Linked DNA regions of Mus musculus: region 2 is linked to region 1. A link is a contact called in public Hi-C data. All regions are on one chromosome and are shown on one strand. The core of a region is the stretch at or near the end of the contact, and the rest is flanking DNA. Distances in the headings are between cores, read along the strand shown.

The links. A called contact is a pair of places that touch in the nucleus more often than the background predicts.
Region 2: a contact with region 1 is called in a Hi-C map of Sertoli cells, with 2.2 times the contacts expected there. The contact joins the enhancer-like site here to the promoter of Mb21d2 in region 1. A contact is called at or near these places in 1 of 39 promoter capture datasets (liver), 1 of 15 datasets of contacts at CTCF or cohesin (the NIH/3T3 cell line), 2 of 484 Hi-C or Micro-C datasets (Sertoli cells and epidermal suprabasal cells) and 2 of 115 datasets of contacts at active chromatin or transcription factors (bone marrow-derived macrophages and neural progenitor cells).

Annotation. Positions count from the first base shown.
Region 1 is chr16:28,927,424-28,932,740 of GRCm38.p6, forward strand. It overlaps Mb21d2 (Mab-21 domain containing 2), which reads right to left and starts at 2,275. Exons shown (of 2, transcript NM_177718.3): 1 at 2,030-2,275. The coding sequence starts at 2,240.
Region 2 is chr16:29,066,251-29,071,567 of GRCm38.p6, forward strand. No RefSeq gene overlaps it. Among named protein-coding and RNA genes, the nearest start is that of Mb21d2, 140 kb to the left of the region's middle. Within about 2 kb of position 2,636, at least 1 of the 459 cell types and tissues checked has an H3K27ac peak or open chromatin away from gene starts, as enhancers often do. A contact at or near this core is called in Sertoli cells, where this site is marked.

The DNA.
Region 1 (5,317 bases), core at 1,025-3,524:
AAGTAAATCCACATGGAGACCCTGGCTGTCGCTAAACCTTCGCTGGCCTAGAAAAGCCAGCACCTCATTAAAGGAAACCAAGGGATTCGAAAATGAATGCAGTACCACACACAGGCAAGCTCATTTCGCCATCTGCCCGGTAGTACCCAGAGGGGCAAAGGGCTTAGATGCTACTCTTGAAGTCTCTCTCCGGCAGGTGGAAATGCCAAAGTCCCAGGGGAGGGAAAGCAACCCTTCCAAGGTCAAAGGACTGAGAAGGGAGGGAAGCAAATCTTGTTTACCTGTCGGCAGTGCCACTGGTGACACTAAACACACGCATAAATTAAGTGCCCTGGAATAATTTACCTTTTGTATGTGACTTAAGACCTGACTAATTCACTGTATCGGATGAAGGGACCGTGCACAAGTCCCCATTGAGCCAGGCATTTAAACTTACTCTCCCCATCACCTCCCATGACTCTCCTCACCACTATCTCTACACACAGACAAGGGGGTGGGGGTGGGGGGCTAATATACCATAATGGCAGGCAGTGGTTAGCTATGCCAAAGAGAAAGACCATGGTTAAGCAACTTAAATAACTGCCTTGAGCTTTCTGTGTGCGCGCCTAACCCCACCCCCAACACCCGTCTTTCTGACAATCACTGGTTTGGTTCTAAGATATGGAGGGCTTTGTAAGGGCTTTTACACTCCTTTCTGAAAGCTGACTCCCACCACATCGTGAATTAAAATAATAATTCAATTAAACAGTCAAACATCCAAATATGGATCTTTCAACCACATTCCCCACCTAGAATACCTAGAATATACGTGTGGAGTGAGCAGGAGAAAGAAAACATACTCCCGCGTTTAACACGGCCCATCCAACTTGCTTAATTCTTCAGAGGACCAGTGGACCACATTCAATCGGTATCACTTCGACTTGAGCTAAGAGAGGCAAGAAAAGGTATCTGGAGGGAATAAGGTAGGAAGAAACAACAGTGCAATCTCGTTAGATCCCAAGAGAATGCAAAGACTCTGTCCTGTAGTTAAAAGGCCTTTGTCAATCACAATTACCACTATCTGAAAAATTGACTGTGGAAACCTTTGGAGAGCAAGGCTCCTCCAGTCCAGCCCTGCTGAATGTAAACCACGGGGCCACCACTGCTGCATGACAGCGCTACACACTCGAGGCTCCCAGCAGCGGATGCTCATTCTACAACTCAGAAGCAATAATCCCACCGCAGGACGCCAGGGATAGGGTTGGATCCCCGGAACCCATTATTTTTCTTCATCTTTCCAGACCCGTCGGTGAAGAGCTGGGGGATACGGTGGGAGAAATTTTTCTAACCCAGGGCTGCCCAGAGTGGGAAACTTGAGCACCTCTTAGCCATCAGTAGGACAATACACAAAGACGAGGGGGACAGCGCTCCTCCGCGGCCAGAGCTCTGAGCTTGGTCGTGTTCAAGCAAGGAATTAGGAATTCCAGCTCAGCAACAACCCGGAGAAGCACCGGAAATGCTTCCGACCCCTTCAAAGGGAAGTCGATTTGCAAATCAAAGTTGGAGGCAACTCCGGGCGCCCGGACTACTTCCGCGGGTTACTCTGGAACACCCAACAAGTTTGGCCACCCGGGGCTCGGCGTGACAGCGCCGCGCCGCAACCACGACAGAAGCAACTTGTCGCTCCAGCACGGGTCGGCCTCCACCACGGCCGCCCGGGGTTGCAGGAGAGCCGGTGTCAGCCGGCCGGAGCCGCTTGGGGACTCCCCAAGCCGGGAGGCGTCTCCCGCCGCCGCCTCACCTGCCCGCCAGCCCCGCGGCCGAGGAACCAACAAAAGAGCGGGCGATCGGGAAGGAGAGGGGCACCCCGCGCCGAGCGCAGCAGGCAGGAGCGGAGGGGGCAGCTGAGCTGGCGGTGGAGAGGAAAGGGGACCTCACGGAACCAGGGGTGACACCCCGGGCAAACGCCAGAGCGGGGACCATAGCTTCCACCCGCTCCATCACACCCGCGCACACACGCATACTCACACATCCTCCCCGTTCTCCTTACCCAGCATGGAAAAGATGAAATCCTTGGCAGTGTGGATCTCCAGCGCTCTCTGGTCGTCGTATTCCCGCTGGTCGTGCCTGGTGAATTCCTGGATGAGTTTGTTCAGTTCCTCCACCCGAGCTCCAGACCTGAAATCCAGCTCCGGGAAGGCAGGCTTGTTGTTGCAGCCCAGGGAGGCTGCCTTGCTGGCGGTGGGAGCCGCCATCTTCATGCAAAACGCGCCGAGCGGCGGCTCCGCGGCGGCCGCGGCACCCACCCCCGCCCCCCACCCCGCCCCGGCCTCCCGGCGCGGCTGGGCAGCCCGGCCCGTGGGCGGGCTGGCTTCTGGACGGGCCCCGCGCCGCGCTGCGCTCGGGGCGGCCGCGCTCCTTCGCGGGAGGAGCCCGACTGCGGCGAGGTGCGCGTGTGGCCCCGGCCCCCGGTCCTCCCGCCCCCGCCCGCTGCGCCGCTGCGGGCCCCTGCCCTCCTCGAGTCCTGCCGGGATCGGTGGCGGCGTCCGGGAGTGGACTCGAGCCTCCCCGGGGGCAAGGAAAGTGAAGTGGAAACAATGTGAAATTCACCAGCGCTGAAATCAACAAGCTGCCGGCTCCGGTGTTACGGAGCCAGCAGCAGCAGCATTCCCATTTAAAGGGACAGCGCACCCGGTGGGAAGAAAATAAATAAATAAATGGCAGAGGTTCGCGCGCCCGGATCACTTGCCAGTCCGTACTCGGGCTGACGCGCGTGGTGTGGACGCTTTCTTTCTCCACCTCCACCCCCGCCCCTCTTTAGGGGCAGGGCTTGCCAAGCGCATCCAAGGAGAAAGGAGTCTTCCTACTCTGATCTTAGGGCGGTGTCCCGGGCGAAAACGTGTCTGTGGGCGCCTTTCCAATGTCCATCCCGAGAACTTTAGTACCTTTGCTTGGTGGAAAAATATAAAATGTACCTTCTGTCCTTTGTCGCCTAGAATGATAAAATCAGCGAATCAAGAAGGGGTGCCAGTCATGCCGCGTATAGATACTTCCAATTAACCACTCAAGTATCCTCCTTACCTTTGCCCTTGGTAATTAGTTTGCCTGGGTAACAGCTCATTCAACTTAACATATAGTGCCTTAATGAGAGCCAACCTGCTCTCAGACAGATAGGAATCCAAATGCGGAATGTGGGGGAAGGAAAACAATGAATTGCCCCAGGGTACAAGGAAGATGGGAGTGGGAGAGGGAGTCTCCCTTTTGGCAAATAGAATTTGAGCACTCGCTATTAGCCAGACCGGAATGACTGGGATGAGTCCTGGGACTTAGCCCTCACCCTCACCCATGTCCCCACTGGAACTAGGGTTTTCAAGACAAGACTGCTGTAGTCCAAGTCTAGTTTATCAAGACCAAATGGCAGATGTGGTTTTAATGTTCATGTGATTCACACACTTAAGGAGGCCTATGGACCCCTAGGAACAATGGTGAACTGTCCTCTATCCCAGCCTGTGGTCCTATCGGCCCCTTTAATTTTCTTACCTGAGTTCTCATCACTGAAAACTCACATTACCTTGTAAGACCTGGACATCCAGGCCCTGCCATACTTACCCATGTGAATAGGATAACCATTACATCTTCATAGGCTGCTTTAAGAATTAGGTGAGATAAGACTGGACGGACACCATTTATTATAAAGAATGACACGTTAAGTAGCATGTTAAGTAGCCATTAGCTGTATCAGCTTCCACTGTTGATACAAACTTTAGGGTCCTGGGGTGAGTGTGTGTGTGTGTGTGTGTGTGTGTGTCCCTGCATTTACATACACTGCATTGTTGCCTGGTGCCTGCAGAGGTCACAACAGGGCATCAGTTCTCCTGAAACTAACGTTCCAGACAAATGTGAGCTGCCCTATGGATGCTGCGAGCTGAACACAGGGCCTCTACTACAAGAACAGGTGCTCTTAATTGCTAAGCCATCTCTCCAGCCCCTCCCACAGGATCTTTACAAAACACAGATTTGTAAAGATCCTCCCCTGGAATTTCCCTGCCTCTTCTTTCTGTTCTGTAAGCCCAACCAAGGCCAACCTCATCCTTTCTTGCTCTGATAGCTACTCCAGGCCAGGCACAACCTTTGCCCCCACAGCTGAGTAGCAACCCTGTTGCACTCTTAACAGAAGCTTGCATGTGACACCTATGACTCCAGCTTGCCTTCTCATTGTTATTGCAAGTCCCACATTGTGAGTTAACTGGCATGCATCATATTCTGTGCCTGATCCCCAGCCCTACATACATGCAAACTCGGGACACAGACAGAGTCTATATAAAATAGTCAAAACACTTTCCTCTCTTAATTTCCAAAACCGGCAGTAAGACGTTGCTCCTTCCTTTTTGCTGCCTTTTCTTAAGATAGTTGCATCATAGAAAGTCATCGGGTTTCTAGCAGAAATCACTCTCAAATGTGAACTAGGTCTGAACTTGGTGGTTTAGAATGAATGAGATCATCATTGTGGACACTTCTTGCTGGTCAGTCAGATTAGAATTCCAGGAATAATAGACCTCCACTGAACCTATTTATATTGAGAATGTTACTGAATGGGAAATACTTTATAGATCTGAGACAAGATGGCATAACCATCTCTGAATTGCAAAAAGTTAGAGGAAAATAGATAAGGAATGCATTTCCTCAACAGACTCTTGGATCATGCTTTGTCCTCTATGTCCTTGGAAACTCTATGTCTCCATCACATATGCAGGCAACTGGATTTAGCAGTTCCTTTTCCACTTTATGTCATATTTTTTATTGTTTTTGTTTTTTAAAGGAATGGTCTCACTATGCTGCTCTGGCTAACCTTGAACTCACTATGTAGTGAGGTTGCCATAGAACTCTGTGTAGGAAAGGCTGGCCTGGAACTTAGAACCCTCTTACCTCTGCCTCCTGAGTGCAGAAATTACAGGTATGTACCTCTATGCTAAGCCATGTTGGGGTCTAAATTAGTGTATGGCAATGGACAGACATCATCCCTTAAAGTCTCAGAGGTCATTGTTTAGGTGACAGCAACCACTCCGGGCAATGTCAGCCCCCAGTATTTCACCACCGTTTAAGAGTTGTTATAAGTAGACTGTTCTTTGAGTGAAATTAATTCCTTGCATCCCTTTTCATCTCCTATGCATGGTATAGGAGGTCAGAGAAGAAACAGTTGGAAAAGGTGAAGAGAAAGAACAGTTTCTATCAGAGCCATTAATATTTGAGCCTTGTAATAAGTATGCACGGAGGGCGGGAGGACCGCCATCTAAGTAAATACTCAAGTAGGGCTTTCTTCACATCCCCCTCCAGCTTC
Region 2 (5,317 bases), core at 1,386-3,885, 140 kb after region 1:
CCAACTCTAGGCATTATGGGTGTCAGGTCTGATGAGTGACTTGCTGATCGTGCAGGCAGGCTTGAGGAAGGGACCTATGGATCCCCAGTGCTCTAGAAGAAGCTGTAAGTATTGTTTATTGCAGGAAAGAGATCTGAGCAATTATTCCATAATTGCTGTTTAGGTCCCATTTCCTAATACACAGGACCATAGTGAGATGATTTCTAAAATATGGAGGTTATAAATTTATGTATTAGTGGAGGGGGTCAAGATTTTCAATTTTCTAAACAGTGCACAGGCTTGGTAATGGGTTTACCTCCCCATGAACTCATGGGTGTCTGTGCTTTGTAACTTGTAAAATTCTCATGTAAGAGGTTAGTCTTACTACTGACCTCCATTTCCCCCCACCCCGTATTCCCTAGCTTCTGATTCTGCTAAAGAAAACGTTCTCTTTAATGTCTGTCTCAGTTGCCCAGTGCCTGACCCCATTCAATCTTTGATACAGATTTGATTTTCTGCCTCTGTGTCTCCGGTTGTGCAGCTTCAGGTTCTGCTTCAGCTTCTTTTCCTTTCCTTTTTTTTTTTTTTCTGCCTTCATGGTGCCAGCTCCACCCTTATCCATAACCCAGATGTTTGACCCTAAGAGCCTAACAGTCTGTGTGTTTTCTATGGCCTTCAGATGCTCCTGGGTACCAGAACCCTGGGTTCAGATCTGTCACTGGTGGCTTGCTCCGGAATGCTCCAGCTATGTCCTAAACAATCACTATCATAATAAGAACATCAGTGGGCACAGTGCCTACCATTGAGGCCTTGACATGAAGCAGATCTATGTACCCATTTATGTTTATTATTGCTGTTGTCGTCACTGCATAAGCCAGGAATGATCATGTTCCCTGGGAGAAAGAGTAAGTCACAGAATCAGAACATTAGCCAGAGTGCCTCAATATCCAGAGATTCTTGCATTTCTATCTTGTTAAAATATTTCTCCTGGAAGAGGACATTTTATATGTCACAGGTTACTAACCAAATATCTACGTTGGGAGGATAACAGAAGAAGGAGAAGGGGACGGGGACGGGGACGGGGAAGGGAAAAAAGAAGAAGAAGGAGGAGGAGGAAGAGGAGGAGGCAGGGGGAGGAGGAGGAGGAGGTGGAGGAGGGAGGAGGAGGAGAAAGGGGGGCTCATCAAGAAATGCTCTCCAAGGAAGCCTGCTTGATGAGCACACTGAGTCAGGTCAAGAACTCTCCCGTGCAGTTGGTGAAGATCGACTGAGATTTATTTTACTTATTTTCATTGTCTTCAATCAACTCCGTGTGTGTGTGTGTGTGTGTGTGTGTGTGTGTGTGTGTGTGTGTGTGTAAGCCAGCCTTCCTTTTCAATGGCTCTCTTCCTTACTTCTGAAACAATGTTTCCCATTCTGGTAGACACGGTGGCCAGTCTTCAGGGAGCTCGGCTAACAAGCTCCAGGGACCTGTCTATATCTCAGTGCTTACCAATTTGCTCAGCTCTTTATGTGGGTGCTGGGAAGCCATGCTCAGGATCTCATGCTTGCATGACAATCACTTTATTGTTGCAAAGCAGACCAAGAGTGGAGTCTGGTGAGGGGGATGCTTGTGGGAAAATGCCAAGAAAATGGACTAGAGTCTTGTGGTCTCCATTTCTTCAAAAATCTCAGAATTGTTCTTGGAATGCGCTTTTGTACCCCTCCCATGTGTAGTAGATAGGAGTAAGCTTACATCAGCGGTTGTTACTCATATGCCTGCATGGGAAAACATGTTTTGCCATGTGCAGGTTGACCTTGTGATTGTCTACATTTTGAACTCATGAGGACTTTACTCGGGTGACCTTTCTTAACTCTTACAGTATAAACTTCTAATGCTCTGAATAAACTTAGCTACCATATTAAACATTAGCCCACCTCATTTTTTTATGCCTGGTTCTTCCCAGTTCATGCTGCCAACTAGGGCCGCAACATTTTACCTAGGAACTATCACCTAGCCCTATGGAACATTTATATATAAACCATATTATTTAAAAAGTTATAGTGAAGATACATGCATACAATGATATTAGAGGTGTGGTGTCATTAAATAACGAATGATATTTCGGTCATAGAAAGATTTGAATTGAAAAAACCCAACTATAGGCCTATTTTAGTCATTTAAATAAAAATCACCGAATGGCTTGGTCAGGGAGTTAAAAATTGTAACCTAAGGATGACATGCTATACTCTCTTCAACAATTCAAGTAGACCTTAACCTCTTGTCTATATTCTGCATAGATGATGTTTCTCAGAAATGTGCTATTAATAGCCAATACAAGGTCAATGGTAATGAAATTGACATCACTACGTTTCTATGGCACTTTTCACAAAGGCATTCCTGTTTTCTTAGACAAATGATTATTTGGACTACTGTCGGTTAGGTCAAACTCTCTTGACAACAGTTTCCAGAGGTGAGGCTCTCAGTATGAATATTTACTCATAAAACTGTACATTTCTTCCTCACATCAATTTGACATTATTTCATAACCTTGGTTTCTAATGCTTCAAGACAAACTTTCTGGGTTAGGCAAGCTGCTTAGTGGGTAGTAGAATATGTATCTATTTGAATAGTGTGCACTATCTAATAACAATGTTATTATTGTCCTTATTATCCAAGGAGATTTTTCCCAGAGTGTCCATAATAACATTGGAGGACCCTTTCTACATTTTTATACCCTCCCATCTTTTATGTGATACATTGTTTCAGTTTTGGAGACAGTAAAAATAAGGTTTTCTCTATCCACTACTCTGCTACATGTTTAGTTAAAAAAAAATCCCAGAACAAACTGACTTTTAGATATTTTAAAGAAAAAGACTTTTTTAAATCATTAACGATGCTATTATCGCCACTATTTTTGCTCATAGTCATTCCAGATAGATTAAAAATGCTACTAAAAGCACTGCCCAAGGGAAATTCTTCAAAAAGACTAAGATGAAAAGTCCCTTTGTTATGTAATGAATTTTGCAGTTGTTATTAGCCAAGTCATCTTAGACACATTCGTTCTCTTAAAAAGCTTATCAGAAATAACTTGCATTAACTTACTAATAACAGTCACGTCATTCCGAGCCAATATCTCTTCAGATGTAAGAGACAGTACGGTATCCAAAGTAATAAAAGCAAATGTAAGGGAATATGGCAGAAATTTCAGCTCTCACTATGTATCCTACCCTGACACTCATAGCTCTCCATAGCTTACTCCAATCTAATTTTCCAGTAACAACTTCTATGTAAATCCAAATCCACATCCAGCGAAAAGAACTAAGTCACCATTATTCTACAAATACAAGCCATGCCTCTGGTCTCTCAGCCTCTGTCATTTCTGTTCCTTAGAACTGTAGTTTCATTTGTATCCAAGTTACTAGCAAATGGATCCATTTCCGGGTCTACAACAAAGTGAATCCTTTCTCCAGCCACAATCCATCTAAGTCAAATGTTCTCTTTCTTGGACTTTCATGGCCATTTCTAGTCATTATTTTCAAGTTTCTAATTTCTTGGGGGCAAGGAATAGCATAATTCATTCACTTTAGCAAATTTGTTTCTATTACTAGATAACAAATCCATCTAGGACAAGGGTGACTTGAGCATTCCTTTTTCCCATCTGAGTCCTGGTATGGGCCTTCAATGAATTACTGACTTCTTTAGTGTAATCAAATTCATTTTAGAGATTTAGTAATCACTCCCTGAGATTCTTCTTAGATTCTCTGGTGTCTTCCCTCTAGTTTTCAGCTTATCAACTGGGAATGATTTTTACCAAGGTCTTGTCTGCTCTGGAACTCTGCTATAGAATAGACATTTTGCTACTACTGCATTCTACACTACAGACATCCCACTCTTCTTTGTCCTTTACACCACTTTGTCAGTGCTATCCACTGAGTAGGCGGTGCGTTCTATGAGCATCCCATGCTGAGCATCCTCAGGCACTATCTCAGGGCAGTTTTGATGTCCACAGTGTGGTAGTTATTCATTAGCATTGCATGTGTAAAGCCCAGAGATTTAAGTAAAGAGGTTCATCTGTAAGTCATTATCCCTGCTCTACAGTTGCTCTGCAAACTATTCACTATAGAATAGCTTTATGTGATGGTTAGTGTTTGACTTGCTGCCTCCTCCCCCAAATTCTAAAGTAGCAGTTTCCTTTTCTCATTCTTGGATGTCAAGGCTTTGATTTACTGCTCTTTTCTAATTCCAAACTAGTTTTGTTTAGTTTTAAATTTATAATACTAAGTATTTCATACCATTGTGTAATTTTCCACCAAAGTGTGTTTTAGCAGATTCTCCTTTCCCCCATCTCCATCACCCCAGCCTTCCCCTCATCTCCATCACCCCAGCCTTCCCCTCATCTCCATCACCCCAGCCCTTCCCCTGCCTGTAATAACCCCTTTCTAAATATCCTAGTCTCTTCTCATCTTTTTGTGTCTCAAGTGACCTTTGGGCTACCCCAAACTTTCTCTGTTCTCTATACCTATTTTACTCTCTCTTGGTCTTTCTATGGCTTTGCCCAAATTTACAAACACACACACACACACACACACACACACACACACACACACCCTATTCCTATCATTATACTTTAGTGTTAACTGTTCCTCCCACATTTACTTAAATGGGAAATTAACAATTCCAAACATGTGTACTCTGGTCAAGTAGATTGTACTTTTTGCCTAGAGTGAGCTAATGGCAAGAATACAGTATTTCTAAACTGATAGGTCCTTGATGCTTCCATATAACTCCCTGGAGTCTCCAAAGCAATCCCTTTAATGCCACATTTAGGAGACTATTTTGGCCTGTTGCTAGTGGCATAATTCTGTAGACTGGGTAAACTGTAAAAATGTTTGTTTTTGCTCAAGGGTCTGGAGGTTCAAGTCAGGAATCTGCACTTGGAGATGGCTTTATTGCTGAAGAAGTTCCAAGTTGGTGCAGGCATCACAAGATGAGGGACAGAGTGTATCCGTATGCTCTTTCTCTCTCATTCTAAAGCCACCAGCATAAACCATAGGCTGGACTCTGATAATCCTCTTTGATCTTCATCATCTTCACCACACATGGAAATACCATGGTCAGATTAAGTTTCTAACTTTTTCAGTACTTCACAGTAGGTGTTGAACTCTAACGTGAATTTCAGAAGGCGCAAAGAATATTCAAGTTGCAGCAGAGACCATAGCTCCCCTTACCATGTGCAGATCCAGTGATGCAGCAGAAAACATCACAGCACCACAAGAGTTCCTTGCGTGTTGGCAGGTATACTTCAGTCTGGCACATCCTTCTCCCAAGAAGAAAAATGTCTCCATGAATTGCTGG